Regions from separate parts of the Astyanax mexicanus genome. Here region 1 is linked to region 2. The links are chromatin contacts, called in public Hi-C maps. All regions are on one chromosome and are shown on one strand. Each heading gives the region's core, a stretch centred on a gene start, on an enhancer-like site or on the middle of the called end of the contact. The rest is flanking DNA. Distances are from core to core; before and after follow the strand shown. Region 1 holds the start of LOC103036150 (protein SCO2 homolog, mitochondrial). Region 2 overlaps LOC107197522 (proline-rich protein 5).

Region 1 (3,603 bases), core at 14-2,513, 67 kb after region 2:
GGGAGAAACCCCATTTATTATATAAAACATAAAAGTCAGTGTTCAGAACTGTCATTTTTTCACACCATCCACTAAGCCAAAGCCTAAAATCCACATCGTGATGTCTATTGTTTAAAACCCTACCAACAGTATTCTCATGCCTTACACCTGCACCAATTAAATAGTGATGTAACTTACAAATATATTTACAATAACGGGTGTGGTGGTCTGGAACTGACATATGTTCAGGTAAATTTCTGTCATATTGCTATGTTGGCAAAGAGAAACACAGTAGCGCCACTGAATGTGGAAATGAAGCGAATAAGACCCGCATTAGATTATTGAAGCGTGAATTATACTAGATTATACATTAGATTATTGAAGCGTGAATTATACTAGATTATACATTAGATTATTGAAGCGTGAATTATACTAGACTTTTACATTTTTTCATGTATTGCTAGTGATTTTATTAGTTAGCTAATAACAACCTGCAAGTGTTCAAAGTTTTAAGCTGTTCACAATATGAACAGCTGTCTGCATCAATTTATTTCATTTATTTATCAATTTAAATAAATATAATTTATTTATTTATCTCTTGTTACTGACACGCCCAAACTGGGAAACTCATGGCTCAGCTAAAAATACGAGTTTGAAGGCAGCATGAGTGAATGAATGAGCGTTAATCGAGCTAAACAGCTAAAAACACAAAGAGTGAACTAGTATTTTAAATAGTAAACAAGTAGTTATATACCTTGAATTTTGGACAGTAATTTAATTTTTATTTTTTGGAAAAAAAAGAAAATCTACTTATATTTGTTCTTTTTTTCAGTAAACAGGTTTTAGGCAGTAAAGGCGTTAGCATTACTGCTGCTGCATGCTGACTGGTTGGTGAACTGTTGCTGGCTGAAGGCAGAGCACCTTTAAAAGCTTTACACAGAACAATAACAGATGATGCTGAAACATAACGTATAAAAATTATGAAACATTTATAAACCCATGATTTTGGTTTAATTGCTCTATAATAACAGCCAATTTTGGAATCACTCTGGAGCGCCCTCTATCGGTCCAACAAACCCGGGAGAGATTTTATTCGGGTATTTCTGTAGCGAATCTGCCAATGGATTTTCTACCTCCGCAAAACTCAATAACTGTACATTCTCTTAATTACCTCGATTATGCAGCTATCCTAGTTCAGTTCGCCACGTAAAGAGTCAGATATAATTATTTAAGAACTTTGATCTGTATGTTAAATCTGTTGAACGTGCATGTGCTGCTCAGAAGTGAATCTGCCGTTCCGAATAAAACAATGTATTTACCGCACACACGCTGTCAGCGCTGTCCGCCGGTGTCGGGAGTGTATCAGTGCAGAGCGGACTGCGGGTTCGTATTAACGGCTGTATTTCACTGGTTTTAGCCCTATGCACTGGTAGCTGCGTGTAATCTTTGTATAGGCGCTTCAGTATCAGCCTGTAGTTTGTGGGCGAGGGTACAGTAAGCGCGCGAGGCTCTGACACCAGCAGTGTGAGGAGTTTCACTCAGGGCGCGTCTCAAACCGCTCCCTGCTCCCTAGCAGATTGAACTAAATATATAACAGAACAAGGGCACTGTGGGCTCTACAAGTAAATAATGTAATTTAGTTAAACTGTCCGCTGAAACCTGTGACTGAATAAACGTGGCTTTATATAAGAGTTATAATGCCAAGGTCGCATTCATAACTGCTGTTTCATAATCTATAAAGCTAACAAGTGCACTTCTTAGGGAGGAAGGAGTCATTTGAGATCAAGCCTTTAGCTGTGAGTCTAGTTCAGTGCTGTTCACGTTGAAGGACTACTATGTGTACTAAGTGTTTTGTCTGTAAATTGTCTGTTACCGGAGCGGATATCTGTGTGTAGTTTAGCTGCTGATCTCGACTGCTGCCCAGCCCTTTTTCTACACACTTGATTGCCAGGTATAGAACACAATAGAACCCAAAACCCAGAAATGTGTTTTAAAATTGCTGATAAAATCTAATAAAACCCCATGAGCAGTTAATAATTTTCGACACAATAATGCACAAAAAAACAGATGTTTTCAGCTTGTCATGGCTACTATGCCTGCGCTCATCTACACAGCGAAGGTGGTCTTATCCACTGACACCTTCACTCTCTCCTAGGCCGTTTCTTAATACGAAGTACACATGTTTGGACTCCTGTACTTGGCCAGAATGAACTTAGTAAGCTTGACTTGCGAGACTTTTATTCTGTAATTGAATAAAATACTTGATGACTGCTCTAAATCAGTGAAGTGGAAAGTTGTTCCGAAAACATTAAGCCCATTTGCACAGAACCATTCCTTAACAAATAAACCACATATCTGAAGTCTAAACCACTACATTCTCGCCTAAAAAAAACTTCAAACTTTATTTTATCGCACAGCAGTACTATTTTTTTAAACCTATAACTTACAGGTATATACATTCTCCTCCGCCGATACTGGTGCAGGTTGCATTCTGGGATATCGGACTGTAAGAAGTCCACACAAGTCACCTTCCATGCATCCTTGATAATAAAGGAGAAACAAGAACTTATCTGAGTATTTGTAGTGAAATTGGAAGTGCAAATTCTGGAACAGTACTTGGGCTGCAGCTGATGGCATTTCCCTAGTCCACAAAACACAAGTACGGACAAAAACACAGATTGAGAAACGGCCCTTTACTCCTGCACAACCAGCATGCTGATGGCACTTTGTCATGGTACAGATGCCTTGATTAACATTACAGGATCTCCTATTCACACAATGGTCAGTGGCTTGTTTCTTCATTAACAAGGTATTTAGGACAGGTCACTGACCGCTGTATAAATGAGATTTCTTATAGCACTAATTATGGTGCCCGTTCATGAATAAAGTCCCACCCTTCAACAAAAAGTGGTGATCAGCTTGCTGCTTGAGCAGAGGAGAGCCATCGTGGAGATATGTGCAGGCGCAGTAGCCAAGACAAGCTTAAACATTTATTTATTGAACATTATGCATTTTTGTGCTATTTTGAGCCAAATGTTTATTAAAAGTTAGTTTTATTGTCAGATATTATCACTTATTTTAAATTCAGATAGATAGGAGGCTGGTCTTGCATGAGGGGATATTAATGTCCGGCCACGTTGCCAACTAACTTGCCTATAAAGACTTTGATTAGATGCTACCCAACCTAAAAAGCCACAGCATCCTTTTGAAAAGCTCTTATTACCAGAGATGGAGTAAAATTCGAGTAAACACTTACAATTCCTTTGATAGTTTGATAGAGGTGGAGTGTGTATTCTCAGGCATGTCAGCTTTTTTGGAGGGATAAAGGACTTAGCTTTGGCCAGTGCTTTGCAAGCCTTAACCTAGTTACCCAACATTTGACTTATATAATTGACAATATAAAATCCACAAGCGTTGGTTAATAATGTGAAAACAATAAAAACATTGCAAGTGTCAAGATTAGCTGATCAGTTAAAAGTCACTTAATTTTTTCCAAGTTTAGTCTTCCTGCACTTGTTCATGTGGGAGCAGGGCAGACAACTTTTTTCAGTTGTTTAAAATTGGACTACAGTAGCCATTTTATCTGCTGTCATTTAGCACAATGGTTTAAAAGGATAGTACAGT
Region 2 (3,720 bases), core at 1,090-3,589:
AATACATCTACATAATATATAGAATTTCACATTTAGGTTTCACATTTTGAACTGAATTACTGAAATAAAGTAACTATTCAATGATATAAATTTTTTTGAGATGCACTAGTATAGAGTGCTAGTTATGCACACATCTAAAATATTTAATAAAACTGTAGTTTTAAGACCTGGTCCTGGAGTAGAGGAGATCAAGGCATGATCACATGGGATAAAATGCAACATGTAACATTTTTATATGTTGTTAAACACGTTGAAAATACTTTTTATTATATTCTTGTTTTCCTCTAATGTGTGATATTTCTCCAGATTACCATAAAGGCTATACAAACTCTCTTTTTTTATAATATTAAATTTGAATGATCAGAGTTGTGTAAGTAAACATCAACTGATTATTGTAAGTTTTTCTTTTGGTGGTGGAAGCTAGACACAGTACAGCCTCCACACCGTGAGGTTAGTTTACCAGTGGAAAAGTGGAAAAGAGTGAAATGTTATCTAATGTTCTAATGTTAATCTAAATGTCCTACAAATTTTATGTGAGGAAGTGTTTAAATTAAATCTCCACCACTCTGTGTTCAAACCAGGGCCGTTTCAAGGCATGAGGGGGCCCCAGACAAAACGAATCCCCCACTTTACCTATGATTTGAAAGTGAAACTAGTGTCAGTTAGCCAGTAGCTTTATCTGTTCTAGTGTTAAAAGATAGTGAACAGCTTGTGTGCATGGATACTGCTGAACATGTTCCAGTCTGGTTATATGCTACTACCAGCAACATGTGGGAGGAGCCTGCATTAGAGGGATTCTGATAAGTGTGGTTGTAGTTTCCTGCATTAACCACAAAATCACAGAATTTAAACAGACTTTCACACAGTTTGTTGTTGCATCCAATATATAACCAGTCATTATCAATTGCTTGCTGTGCCTGTCCTGTTGCAAAGGGCCTGGTTCAGACACAAAAACACCTGGAACCCTTAAACTTTTCACTAACATGGGTATAGTTTAAATTAGCATCTTTTCACAAGATGTTAGTGCTTACAGTTAACCTATTTTCTTAATTAACAGCTGGTGTAACATTTTCAGACGTCTAACATACACTAATTAATCTTGCTAAAAATCATAAAAAAAAAACAATTGTAATGGGTCTCTTTCCCCTGCTTTTGCTCATAATGCTGTTGTTGTCGTCATCTCTGCTTTAACACGGCCATTCCCACAAATCAGCTCATTCATAAACCCTTTCAATTTGAGATTGGTGAGGGTAAATACCAGGCAATAGCAAAATTTGGTTAAAAAATGTCTAATGACATCTACAAATGATTTTTCTAGGATAAGAGAAAATCAGTGTCTGATCCAGTGGTTCTGCCTCACCTGTCAGAAGGAATGTGACCTCCTCCTCCTCCTCCCCTCTGCAGCATTTCCTGCAGAGTTAATGTGTGCTGGTGCTGAAGGCATGCAGAGAGTCAGTCTGAGTTTAAATGCTTTACTGAAGTTAACATTAACCACACTAATCACAGTTACCACTCCCGTTAATTATTCTCAAGAATCAGCTAAACTCAAACTTCTCCAACTCCCCAACCGGCACTCAGTCAGCCAACGTACAGGTGCAACACATTTATGAATCAGTACAAAAACATGAGAACAAATTTAACATCTGTATTTAATCCTGATTATTATTATTCATGGTTTTATACAAAATTATACAAATAAATAGGCTTGTAACAATTAGAATATATTAATTTATTATTCTAAAAGGGACCCGTGATTGTCAAAATAGTTTACAAAATTCAGAGAGAACACAAATCAAAGATTCTGTAAAATATTAACATTTTCTTAGGTTTTTGTTGATTATTTTAAATGTTTATGTTTTATTATCCATAATTCTTTAGAAATGAATTCCCTAAAAATATAATCTAAGCCTTTTCCCTCACTTTCTACCAGAAAACCAACTTTTAAAATATAGATATAGGTCAGGTCAGTTTGTACCTTGTTCCACTTGGTTAGCTAAGCAGATCTGGTGGAGTGTTTCTCCTCAAACGTTCAGCATATAAAAGAACAAGGAATGTCAAATTACTGGAAATCTCCAGGAAGCATCTACAAAAGTAAATAAAATCCCATTTGTTAAACCCATTAACTCTTTGATTGTGTTAAAAAGTTTTTGAAAACTGGAGCAGCTGTGGAATGGTTTTTCAGGCTGTGGTTGTGTGGGAATGGGAGTTTCAGGCGACGCTCTGCTGCTCGCTCTCTCTGCTGAACGTGGAGGAGTCTGAGCAGCGTCGGGGGAACTCTATGAATATTCCCTCTGCGTCCGAGTCCAGAGACTCCAGGATCTGATCTACTATTGTCTCTGGGCTGGACGAGCCGCTGGGCAGCGAGGCCTCCTCCTCCTCGCCTGGGTCGGAACCCGAGTCCCGCAGGCCGCTTGGTTCAAAGGGTCCTGGGGAACATTCGGGACAGATAGAGGGGGACTCGGGCGGGGGGCTGTTATCTCTCTGCCCTGCGGAGGCGGACAGGACTGACTCTTGCTCTATGGAGGCGCTGGGCTGGCTGGTGGAGAGCGGGGAGGCGATGCCTGTCTCAGGACTGGACGGCACACTGGAGAAGGCGGGCTCTTCCAGGCAGGAAGTCATCTCGCACACCGAGTGACGACGGACCCCCACACTGCCCACTGACGCTGTCTCTGTGTCGTACTCCACCACAGGGGTCAGCATGGGGATGTTGTAGCTCTTTGAACGAACCACAGGGTTTTTAGCAGGTGGGTCACCGGGCTTGGGCCAGCGCCGCATCAGCCGTTTCTCTAAGAGACACGGAGAAATTAACAATAATAATAATATTAATAATGTCATAATAGATGCCAGCATTTTTGACGAATTTCTGCCCATATTACACAGCTATATCTTAAGGATTTCTGTTTAATAATTACATATAAAAGTTTAATGTTTACTAAGAAATATTACTGAAAATCTTAGCTGTAATTGTAATAAAAAATATTGAAAAATATTAGTCCTGCAACTTTCAAAACATAATGAATATAAATGATAAAATTGGCTATTTCCTGAACTTTTAACATTTTAAAATCAATATTTTCCTAAATACAAATAAATCCTTTCATGTCCTCCAAACCTTTAAGTTTGTTACGATTGTCTAGTTGTTATGTCTATTTTCAACCATGCAGAATTTGTGGTTGATTCCTCTTAAAAAACTGATCTAAAATTATTAAGAGTTCACAGTGAACATGCAGCTTGAAACATGCAATAATGAATTCTGAATTATATAACATCTGTATCTGCTCTGCATCTGTAAATTTAAGGATGAAATAGCAGATGGTTTGACTGAGTCTTACCCAGCACACACGAGCACTGTGCCACAGAGCCATCATCAGTGTAGAGACCATGAGTGCCCAGATACGGAGACACGACCTTCTGGATCAGAGCCTCCAGCTTCAGGTAGTCCTCAGTCACTCCTCTAGACTCATGCACTCCCTGCAGAATCAGCACAGGACACGAGTTCATCAAACAGATTCATTCAAAACCACTCTTAACTCTGGACCTTCTAATGTTTCTTAAAATGAAAATAAGCAGTTCCTTCTTTGTAATACTCTTCACTAGCCACATGGTGGTGCTAAGCTAATGTTCTGTTCCTGTCCAGTGAATGAAGAGAACCGCAGACATAAGCAAACAACTTTAAATGAGTGTTTACTCGTTTCTCTAACAGAGTTTGTCCACTCTGTA

Evidence for each region. A called contact is a pair of places that touch in the nucleus more often than the background predicts.
Region 1: a contact with region 2 is called in a Hi-C map of muscle, with 11 times the contacts expected there. The contact joins the promoter of LOC103036150 here to the enhancer-like site in region 2. A contact is called at or near these places in 2 of 3 Hi-C or Micro-C datasets (blood and muscle).

What each region holds. Positions count from the first base shown.
Region 1 is chr2:36,349,163-36,352,765 of AstMex3_surface, forward strand. It overlaps LOC103036150 (protein SCO2 homolog, mitochondrial), which reads left to right and starts at 1,264. Exons shown (of 2, transcript XM_007244990.4): 1 at 1,264-1,362.
Region 2 is chr2:36,280,787-36,284,506 of AstMex3_surface, forward strand. LOC107197522 (proline-rich protein 5) reads right to left here. Exons shown (of 9, transcript XM_022671658.2): 8 at 3,333-3,471; 9 at 1,459-2,786. The coding sequence ends at 2,209. Among protein-coding and RNA genes, the nearest start is that of LOC125798969, 24 kb to the left of the region's middle. Within about 2 kb of position 2,340, the one cell type or tissue checked has an H3K27ac peak away from gene starts, as active enhancers do.